2 separate regions of the Pan troglodytes genome follow, and region 2 is linked to region 1. A link is a contact called in public Hi-C data. All regions are on one chromosome and are shown on one strand. Each heading gives the region's core, a stretch centred on a gene start, on an enhancer-like site or on the middle of the called end of the contact. The rest is flanking DNA. Distances are from core to core; before and after follow the strand shown. Region 1 has its middle 230 kb from the start of JADE1. Region 2 holds the start of JADE1 (jade family PHD finger 1).

Region 1 (5,609 bases), core at 788-3,287:
CATGTTGCCTCACCCGTCCTGTGTGTAAGTATCACTCACTGGCATGGAATACAGCAGGGCTATTCTTTACAGGGCTTTCGTGGGTTGGTTTCCATTGGGAATCACTGTGATAGTCACTACCCAGTGGTTCTCCTTGCTCCTTATTTCTGCTAAAAGGGGATGTGTTCTCTCAGAGAAGTCAGCAACTGACTAAACCAAGTGACCACAGTCTGGGGTAGGCTCACAAAGGCCCAGTTCTGATGAATGCCCCCATAAATAAAAGGGTTACATTTTTGCTGGCATAATTCCAAGAACTTGTGCTTTATGGCTTCCTCTTAAACTAGTCAAAAGAAGCTGTTCCATGCTTTAATACCTATGTACTAAGCTGGTTTCCCAGCCACTGTTTTGCTTTTGTTTTTTCCCAGAAAACTCGGAGGCCCCAGAGTATATGTAACAGATTCAATGCATCCTTGGAAGACCTTTTCTACCTTCCCGATTGCGACTTTTTTTCATAACTTCTCTGCAGTGCTTACCATACAACCAAATTAGTTCACTGAATTGAGTATGCTCTGTGTGAGATGTGAGCAAAACAAAAGCTGCTGGGAACACAGTAAGTACAAAATAAGATGTAAAATCCTTCCACCCTTACAAACAAACAAGACCCAAAACTAGGATCTTGGGTTTGATATTTTGTGGCTCTTTTAAAATTCCAAAATATTCCTTTTGCGTTAAATAGGGACAGTGTAATGCTCAAAATTGGGTTAAAGATCAAGGATTCCAAGTAAATCCAAAATAAAGATGATTGAAAAGAGCTAAAGAATTGTTGGGCTGCAGCAGCCAGGCAATTTTGGTGAATTTCCAGGAATTCCAACTTTTCGGTTGGGTTTGTTTTGTTAATAATATACCCCTTATAGCAGAAAAACTTAGGTCCAAAAGCACAACTCACAAACAAAACCTTCAGTGTAATGTTTTTATTATTCCCAGAGGAGCAAGATTGCTGAGAGCCTATCCACTTGGCCACTTAAAAACTAGTCACCATGCAGAAAGTGCATTCTTAGAATGCCTCATGGAGTGACTCTTCTGTCTATGAGGTGTTTTTATCTTGTATGGACTTTAGTTTGGGATGCAAGTAGTCAGGAATGTCTAAGTCTACATTCTCCACAGAGTCCATCTGGTCCCCTAGAGAACAGTGAGAATTAAATATTAAACCATGGTAATAACGCTAATCTCAATGACGAATATCTACAGTTTAATGTTTAATCCTTACTGTGCTCTAGGGCGTTTGACTCCAAATACCTGTCTGATAATGGTTAAGTGGGCAACCCCACAGTTACCTGCTCCTTTAGTTGTAATACCTTCCAATTTTATAGCTCTTAGAGTAACACTTTCATTGTAATAATCTCATGTAATCCCCATAACAACCCTGTGTGTTATGTATTATTATCATTATATTTCACAAATGAGGTCTATGAGATTAGGTGACTTTCCTAAATCTTACAGTTAAGTAAGTGTCAGAACTGATACTGGAACGATAACATACAACTCCAAGTCCCAGCACTTGCTACAGCCACAGTTACCTTCCAGGTAATTATTAATACTTTCGAGATACATTCTCAAAGGAACACTTTAAGAAAAGTTTTATCTATCATCACAAATTAAAGGGACTTTGGTACCTAAGACAGGTCAACCATTGTTTGGTGCTGAATGCCCTAGAATTTAATGTCGTATGATCTACCAGATTGTAAAGGAAACTGAAAAGATGGAGGAGGAGCGGTATAATTAAGGAAAAACCAAGCAGTAGATTTTTACTGCTCAGTTTTATTTTTAAAAAGCTAAATATTTAAGATTATTTAAAGTCATTTTGAAGCTGATACCATGGTTTCAATACAATGTTTAAATGAGGCCTTTTAGGGCTATGCAAGTTGTTGGAACTATGGACCCTTTTTCACCAGCAGGGGGCAGTAGGCATTTCCCCATCGGTGTCCTCCTGTTGTATTAAGAGCCCCATGCCTGGCTCCCCACCACCACCCTGGGTGAGGAGTCTGAGGATAGCAGAATAGAGTGTGCTGACTTGGTTTAATTCCTGAAAGTCTCGAGCTCTAACACTCTCTAGTAGAATGCATCAAGGTATTGGGTTTCTCTACAAATTTTATATAAATTCCAGGAATTGGGAAGAAAAAATTCAAGGGTGTGCAATGAACTTTTGTTATTCAAGATCAGAATAAGCTGCTAAAATATTTTTGTTAATTGTTGGAAGTCCAATTTGTACTTATCTTTAATGAACGAGGAATGCCAGAGCCTGCCAGGGACATTGATGGTAATAGTCAGCTCACTTTCTATCTTTCATTTGTTTTTGAGACTGAGTGTCACTCTTGTTGCCCAGGCTGGAGTGCAATGGTGCGATCTCGGCTCACCACAACCTCTGCCTCCTGGGTTCAAGCGATTCTCCTGCCTCAGCCTCCTGAGTAGCTGGGATTACAGGCATGCGCCACCACCCCTGACTAATTTTGTATTTCTAATAGAGACAGGGTTTCTCCATGTTGGTCAGGTTGGTCTCGAACTCCCGACCTCAGGTGATCTGTCCACCTCGGCCTCCCAAAGTGCTGAGATTACAGGCTTGAGCTACAGAACCCGGCCTAGTCTGCTCACTTTCTAGAGAGAATCCTTTTCCCTCTACTCTACGAAAAGGGCTGAATAAAGAATATCACACATTTATATCATCCTGGGCAGTTGAGTTGCAAGTCAGTTATGTCCAGGCCAGCAAAATGGCCGAATGCCTGGATAGTATGATTATTATGAATAGTGGTAAAGCCTGAGGAATGTAAGAAACAGAGATACCCCTAAAAGAGAAGCAAGGTGCACACAAAGTCCCCATAGAACCTGTGAGAATGACCTCTAGGGAATCTTGACCTTTCCTCTTCATCTCCAGTGCCCAACCCTTTCCATTTTCTCTCTCCCTAGACACAATCAGGCTGTAAAACCAAATCTGTCAGAAAGCACTGATGCATTTTAAGCTTGTAGAGGAATTTCAAGGAGAAAGAGACTCATACCTCAGGGCCCCTGGGTCTCAGGCTATGAGCTGATCCTGAAGCCAGAACCTGGTAACCCACCTAGGTAAAACAAACCTTGTTACCTTCCTAGGTTCGGTAATTGGGTCTACAAAATAAACTGATAGGCCGGGCGCGGTAGCTCACCCCTGTAATCCCAGCACTTTGGAAGGCGGAGGCGGGCGGATCACGAGGTCAGGAGATGGAGACCACCCTGTCTAACACGGTGAAATCCCATCTCTACTAAAAATACAAAAAATCAGCCGGGCGTGGTGGGGGGTCCCTGTAGTCCCAGCTACTCAGGAGGCTGAGGCAGGAGAATGGCGTGAACCCCGGGAGGCGCAGCTTGCAGTGAGCCGAGATCGCGCCACTGCACTCCAGCCTGGGTGACAGAGTGAGACTCTGTCTCAAAAAATATATAAAAATAAATAAATAAACTGATAACAGGGATATTAACAACACAAAAAACAAAATTTTCACTGTAATTTTTAATATTTTAAAATATGATCTAAAGTTTTAAGTACTAAATTATTGTTAACGTATTTTGTAATATTACATGGACAGAGACATCACAGGAAAAATGTGAATACACAGGTGGGGATGTTTGAGAGCTTATATACACTGTCATAAGAGGAGAAGTGGAGAGAGGATGTAGACCACTTAGGGAAGAGTCAATGAATTTTAGGAAAGATGAATGGACCCTTAGAAGAAGAGATGAGAGATATAACAGTTTGTGACAAAGTGTGTCTGGGTGTGGTGTCAACTTCTGGTCTCCTCTCTTGTGATTAAGAATCAATCTTTCCTGGTTGATGAAACTCCTGGGGAAGGAATTTATGACAATTGAGTTCTTCTTGGAGGATCTGTCTTTAGGCAGGTAATAAGAGCTTAGAGAAAGCTTCTTGCATTTGCTGTTTTTCAAGTGCCTTGAGCTCAAAATAATCAACATACCAAAGTGGCATATTTTGGGGTGCCATGTCCTGAACTCCTTCAACCTAATTCAAAAAGAAGTCTCAGCTACTGCCACAGTGGGATTTTAAATTGAAATGTGGACGTGCCTGAAGATATGTCCCTGTGTTAGTCAGCATGGGCTGCCATAACAAAATACCACAGACTGCATGGCTTAAACAGCAGAAATGTATTTCTCACAGTGCTGGAGGCTAGGAAGTTCAACATCAAGGTGCTAGAAAGATAGGTTTCATTCTCAGGCCTCTTCTTTTGGCTTGTAGGTGGCGACCTTCTCGCTTTGTGCTCACATGTCCTTTTTGTGCAAGGAGAGAGCAAGATTTCTGGCGTCTCTTTTCATAAGGATGCTAATCCTGTCATATCAGAGCCCCACCCTTGTCACGTCACATAGCCTTTGTTACCTCCTTACAGATCTTATTTTCAAATCACCTTAAGGCAGGGGTGCCCAATCTTTTGGCTTCCCTGGGCCACATTGAAAGAATTGTCTTGGCCCACTCAAAAGATATACTAACACTAACAATAGCTGATGAGCTAAAACTTAAAAAATCACCAAAGAAAATATCATACTTTTTTTTGTTTGCTTTTTTTTTTTTTTGAGACAGGGTCTTGCTCTGTAGCCCAGGCTGTAGTGCAGTGTCGCCATCTTGGCTCACTGCAATCTCGGCCTTCCAGGTTCAAGCAATTCTCCTGCCTCAGCCACCCAAGTAGCTGGGATTATAGGCATGTGCAGCAACACCCAGCTAATTTTTGTGTTTTTAGTAGAGACAGGGTTTCACCATGTTGGCCTGGCTGGTCTTGAACCCCTGACCTCAAGTGATCCACCCACCTCAGCCTCCCACAGTGTTAGGATTACAAGCATGAGACACCATGCCGGCCTCATAGTGTTTTACAAATTTGTGTTGGGCCCCATTCAAAGCCATCCTGGGCCGCATGCAGCCTACGGGCCGTGGGTTGGACAAGCTTGCCTTAAGGGTTAAGGTTCAACATATGAATTTGGAAGGTGGAGGCATGGGGGAACACAACTCAGTCCTTAGTAGCATAGAAGTCCCCTTTCCCCATTCTTTGGGGTCAATATGCCCTAATCTCAGATGTGACCAGACCTTTTAGCAGACTTATCTAAAAGCATGAGAAAAATAAAAAGTAGTGCTTCCTCATCTGAAAGGTTACAGGCCCTCTCAAGTGAATGCTGATGAGGAGGATGTGTGGCCTTGGACTTGTGGACTCTATAAAAGGCCAGAATTATTACAGAGTGGCAGTTTAAAAATGCATCTTAAAGAACAGCAAATGTGTTCCATTTGGGGGGTAATTTTAATATTTGGATAGGCATTAGTACTGTGTATTGGGTGTAATTTCAAACAAAAATAGTTTCTTCAATGTGCCACATGTGACATTTAATATTATTCTGTCTCTGGGAACTGGATTCTCAGTTTTACAGATCCCTCTGCAAAGTCCATGCCCCCTAGCTACCCACAGCGTGACACTAGCTCTCTACTGTCTAGCTATGTCAGCATCACAGTGAGAATGCCCTAGCATCCAAACCATTATGGGTAAAGGAGATTTTGGAAATCAGCTAGCCACAGCAAGGGAAGCAATTGAAGTCATTAACTTGTTTTCTTCCAG
Region 2 (5,609 bases), core at 1,306-3,805, 230 kb after region 1:
ATATTTTTACATGTTCCTTATGGATTCAAGTTGTCCGCCATTTCTTCAAATAATCATCACGTTTCTAAGTTTGGTAAGAAAATCAGAAATGACTGAATGTTAAAGAGAAAGGGGCCTTAGACATTATTTTTCCTATCATCTCAGTGGGGAAACTAAAGCCCAAAGAGTCATATTGGGAGTTGGTGGGAGTCTCCTGACTTCTTGTCCAGGGCTATTTATAGCACATAGCACTGTTTCAGTGGATGAGTACTCTGAAGCCACGGCATAATTGAGACTCTGTACATGGCACCTTCACTCCTGTTCAATGTGTCAGTGTGGGGAGTTTGTGTGCCATTTTATCCCTTTATTTTTGTCATCCATTTTATTCAATACTTTCGTTGGTGCCTGATGTTTTTGATAGAAAAAGCAAATAAAAGAGTAAGCAGCAAATGTGAGTTAAAAAAAATTTTTTTTTGAGACAGAGTCTCGCTCTGTCGCCCAGGCTACAGTGCAGTGGCGTGATCTCGGCACACTGCAAGCTCCTCCTGCCGGGTTCACGCCATTCTCCTGCCTCAGCCTCCCCAGCAACTGGGACTACAGGCGCCCGCCACCACACCCGGCTAATTTTTTGTATTTTTAGTAGAGACGGGGTTTCACCGTGTTAGCCAGGATGGTCTGGATCTCCTGACCTCGTGATCCGCCCGCCTCTGCCTCCCAAAGTGCTGGGATTACAGGCATGAGCCACCGCGCCCGGTCGGCAAAAATTTTCTTAACATGAATGCGTGAAGTAAGCTGTTTGGAGTTTAGAAAAGTTGCAATTTTTGATGGAGAGAAAACCAAGAAGGAGTTGAGTGATGGCCGAGGGAGTGGACAACCTCCTACTGCCAGGGCCTCTACTCCTGAACTGTTATGAGGTTGCCTGATTCCTCTTAACAACCCTTCAGGTTAGGGGCCAGCTGTTAACTTAATTTTATTACCAGGGAAGAAACTGAGGCTCAGATAAAGTTCTTTTATCCCACAGGTACACAAACTGCTAACTGATAGAGCCAGATCCAGCCATGTCTGGCTACAAAGCCTGTGTACTTTAACTTCTACAGAGAGTATGTGCAAGGTGAACCAGTAAAAATAACAATAACTGAAGAGCAATACTAAGAATAGTAATAATGATAGTTAACACAGTGCTTTACATGTGTGATCGCTTTGAACAGGATTAAGTGAACACATGAATAGGACTGGCAGGGAGTCTTTCTACTCTTCATTAGCGAAACAGGAGAGGACATATACAGTACTTAGGATTTCCACTGGCTTACTTTGTTTTCTGAAAAATAACTGAAAGGCTCAATTAGTTTTGTTTTGTCGCATTTATCAGATTATAACGTTCTGGATGTGGGTCTGGATGTGGGTAGTTGGGCTGGTGTGGGATTACATGAAATCAAACCTGATATATTCAGAAAGATTCTTCCGGTGGACACATATGCCTTTTGGGTTCGATATTCAATTTTGTAATTAGTGATCACTGTTCCTATTTATTTATTTATTTTTTTGAGACGGAGTTTCGCTCTTATTGCCCAGGCTGGAGCACAATGGCGCATTATCGGCTCATCACAACCTCCACCTCCCGGGTTCAAGCGATTCTCCTGCCTCAGCCTCCCCAGTAGCTGGGGTTACAGGCATGTACCACCATGCCCGGCTAATTTTGTATTTTTTAGTGGAGACAGGGTTTATCCATGTTGGTCAGGCTGGTCTTGAACTCCCGACCTCAGGTGATCCGCCCACCTAGGCCTCCCAAAGTACTGGGATTACAGGCGTGAGCCACCGCGCCCGGCCTGAATGGGAGTTTTTAATCCGTACTTTTTTCTTATTGAAGTTGAATGCCATATACCCCTCTATTTCCCTAGATGAATCCATGAAAGAAGTATGTTGCCCTCTATATGAAAAAGCAAGCTTGTCTTCTGCAGAAAATCAGTAACCACTCGTTTTTACACATAAATACCCCCAAATGAATCTCCGATGACTGATCTGATACTAGTCTGCAATTCTAGTTTTAGCATTAGGCTCACTCCTCATATTTGGGAGAAGATGTCCAATTCTGTAGTAATGTGTAACATAAAGTGGTGTCAATTTATAAATAATATCTTCTAATGAATTAATGCTCATTTGCAATGATCACTTCCATACAAATTTAGGTAAAGATGTTATTCAGAATTCGATTATCTCTATTTAAAAATGTCATCCTAATGTGCAACTCCCTAAAACTGTTACTACAAACAACTATTTTGCCACTCAGCCTAAAAATAAAACCTTTCACCCAAATGACACATCTTAATAGCCATATTTTAATCTACGTAATTTTAAACTATTCTGAAAGAATCCATTTCTAGATGTCAGACAAGAGTTGAAACTGGGACAGCAGTTTGAAGGGGCTAATTTAAAAACCCACTTCCCTGCTTGGAGACACCTCAAGAATTTCTAGGCTCACAAGGTGGGTGAAGTAAGGAAAGAGACTAAGAGCTGAACAGTGCCGTTCTTTGCGAGCCCCTACTGGCGCAGGCTGAGCCGGCTGCGGCTAGGGCTGCGAAGAGTTAACGAGGGACCGAGCCCCCAGCGCCGCGGGCTCCCCGCATGCTCCCTCCGCCCTCCCGTCCCCACCCTCTCGTTTTGGCAAGGGATTAAAGTGCTCCCCCCTGTGGCAGCAGTGACCCAGAAATGAGTTTGATTCACATAGTCCTTCCTCCATAACAAGCCAAACGCCAGACCGAGAGTGCCTCCGTGCGCGAGTGCCCGGTGTGTGCGCGCCGGCGAGAGCAGGGGCCCGCCCGGCTCCCCGCCCGCCGCGGCCCGAACTCATGCAGCTCCGAGCGAGCGAGCGGCGCCCAGCCCAGCGCCTCGGCCGAACCCCTCCGCAGCAGGTACGCGCGCGGGCCGCGGGGGGCGCGCGGGGTGGGCGCGCCGCGCGTGTGTCCGCGCGTGTCCGCGTGTGGGTCCGTGTGCGCGTCCCGGTCCCGCGGCGGCGACGGCGGCGGCGGCGGCGGCGGCGGCTGCAGGACGAGCCGAGAGGCTCAGCCATATTTGATGGTTTTGTTGCTTTGCTCGGGAGTTCTCGGGAGTAATTTAATGCCGAAGGTCGCTGCCTAGTGGAAATAATATAGTACGTCATTAATATGGCGCCAAAAGATTGGGTTCTCGATATGTAGCGAGGAGGGAGGGAGGCAGCCGCTGAGCGCAGCGTTACTATCCCACCAGTAACTTGGGCATTGCCGGGGCGGGGGCCGGAGGAGGAGGAGAGGATGATTTTTGGATCCTGAGAATTGATCTATGTTGGATCAGTAAGTTTTATTATGATTTTTTTTTTCAAATTTGGGGGGCTGAAGACTTAGAGCTATTTCTTCTTTTGGATTTGCGAAGAACATGCGGTTTTCAGGTGAATCATCAATTAAACGCGTTTAGGAGCAGAAGCCCAGTTTAAGTTGGCTTTAGTTTATAGGTTTTTTTTTTTTTTTTTTTTTTTTTTTTTTTTTTTTAGAAAGCCAAAGTGCATTAGGCTGCATGAAAGTGGAAAGCATAGTAGCAACTTGGTAGACAGATGGCAATGGCAGAACGCAGGTTCGCGTACATATATGAATCCAGTGTGTGTGAGACCGTGTGTGTGGTGGGACTGTATTTGTCCAAACATAGGTGTGCGTAGGTACATCTGTGTGTGGTGGCCGCAGCCCTGGCTCTTGTCACCGCGTCACCACATGTCCAAAATATTCATTGCATCAATTCAAGGGCAGTGAGAGGGGGGTGGGGGTGGGGGTGGAGGGACAGTTTGGCAATTAGATTCTTCCGAACTGGGCTTCCAGTGATCAGATCTTTTACTTACAGCGCGACTGCTTGTAAAGTGTAAAACCCCTTAATCGATGAAATGGGGTAGGAGTTGGCGTTGGTAGAGCAAAGTACCGATTAATCGTGAACTTAAAGGGGATTGCAAATTGCAACCTTTGGCACCATCTGCACATTGTGGGGGTGGGGCCTCTTGGTCTCCTTGCTTCCTTAAATGAACGTGTAGTGTGTACCCCGGGACTGCAAGTTGCAGAGCCCTTCAGTGCACGTGTCTTGTGCCTGTGAGTCTGTGTTTGCGAGTTGGGGGCTGTTGTTCGGTAGCCAGCAGGCTTTCCGGGTTGCTCGGCATTGGCTTGCAAATGCGGGAGAGGGATGGAATGTGGAATGTTGACCGGGGAACCGAATCCTGTCGGAACGGTCCCATTTGCTGGAGAAATTCGATCCCTTCCACCTCCTTCCCGCTCCCCCCCGCCCGCCTTCGGGCAGGAGGCGGGGCTGAGGACGCGGCTGCTGCTCAAAGTGGCGGAGCGCGGCGGCGGGAGGCAGGTGCACGGCACCCGCCAGTGGGGGTGCCTCAACTTCCGCGGGCGTTTAAATAGCAGCCTCTCTCCCCTCCCACCGGTAATAGGTGACCTGGCGGCCGAGGGCGGCGGGGGAGGGAACCGGGGGAGACTCGGGAGCGAGCCTCCGCGGCACGTGGGCAGGTGCTGGGTGGCCCCGGGGCCAACTTTTGTAGCCCGCCTCTGGTGTTTGAGGAGAGGCGGCCCAGTGTGGAAATGGGGGCGGGCGGCGGCCGAGGCGCTGCTTCTCCGCCGCGGCCGGAGCGTCACCTAACGGTCCCAGCTGCGCCGCCCGGGCCGGGGTGGGGGGTTGCGGGGGCGGGGACGCCCGGCCCGCCGCGCCCGCCCCGCACAAAGCCCGCGGCGCGGGGGTGGCCGCCGCGCCCCCGCCCCGGGAACGGCCCGAAGCCCGACGCGGTCCCCGCGCCGGTTCCGGCGGGCGGCCGCAGGCGTTTGTTTGTTGGTTCCGCGCCGCCTTCCTCGCCGGATGGCTTCCTGTGACAGAGGTGATACACAGTTTCCAGAACTGTCTGGGGGCGGGAGCGGGAGCGGGAGCCGAGCCCGCTCGGAGCTCCTCGCCGCCGCTGCCGCTCCCATCTTAAAACCGTTTCTCGCCGGCGCGCCCGCCCCAGCCCGAAGGTGCCGCCCCGGAGGGACTCGGGGAGGGGGACGGCGCGGCCGTTTCCAGCGGCGCAAGTGGCTTCTGGACGCGAGGGAGCGTTTGATTTGCAACTGGGGCCGAGCGGATTGGTGCAGCTGGCGGCGGCGGGGCGGGAGGAGCTGCGGCGGCGAGGGGTGGCCACTTTCAAATGGAGAGGGCGGCGGCGGCGGGGACGCCGCTGCGGAGGGAGCGGGGCTTGGTTGCGCCACGAGAAGGTGTCATCACTGCACCGGGGCTAATTCCGGCGGAGGTGCCGGGAGTTACTTTCCCCTCCTCCCGCGCTGTTGTTTCTGTCGCCTCGGGAGGAGGAGGAGGAGGAGGAGGATTGGGAGAGAGGGAGGGGGCGGCGCCGCGCGGAACCGCGGCCCTGCGCATTCCCCGGCGGGCGGCGGGAGCCGCGCGGAGCGTTCGCCGCTGCGGGGCGGCGGCCGAGCTCCCCCACAACCCCGGGGTGCCCCCCTTGCTGGGATCCTTAGCCTTCTCACGTTCCCTCTCACTCCGCCACCCTCCCACTAGAGCTCCTTATTCTCGAGTCCTCAACCCCGGCTTGGCGCGTCCCGGGTCTCCCCTCGCCCCAGGTTTCCTCC

The links. A called contact is a pair of places that touch in the nucleus more often than the background predicts.
Region 2: a Hi-C map of induced pluripotent stem cells shows a contact between it and region 1, with 2.8 times the contacts expected there. The contact joins the promoter of JADE1 here to the enhancer-like site in region 1. A contact is called at or near these places in 3 of 7 Hi-C or Micro-C datasets (induced pluripotent stem cells and stem cell-derived neural progenitor cells), 1 of 1 datasets of contacts at active chromatin or transcription factors (stem cell-derived excitatory neurons) and 1 of 1 other capture datasets (stem cell-derived neural stem cells).

The regions. Positions count from the first base shown.
Region 1 is chr3:129,739,549-129,745,157 of NHGRI_mPanTro3-v2.0_pri, forward strand. No RefSeq gene overlaps it. Among named protein-coding and RNA genes, the nearest start is that of JADE1, 230 kb to the right of the region's middle. Within about 2 kb of position 2,038, at least 4 of the 24 cell types and tissues checked have an H3K27ac peak or open chromatin away from gene starts, as enhancers often do. A contact at or near this core is called in induced pluripotent stem cells and stem cell-derived neural progenitor cells, where this site is marked.
Region 2 is chr3:129,972,411-129,978,019 of NHGRI_mPanTro3-v2.0_pri, forward strand. JADE1 (jade family PHD finger 1) reads left to right here and starts at 2,556. Exons shown (of 11, transcript XM_001158814.6): 1 at 2,556-2,888.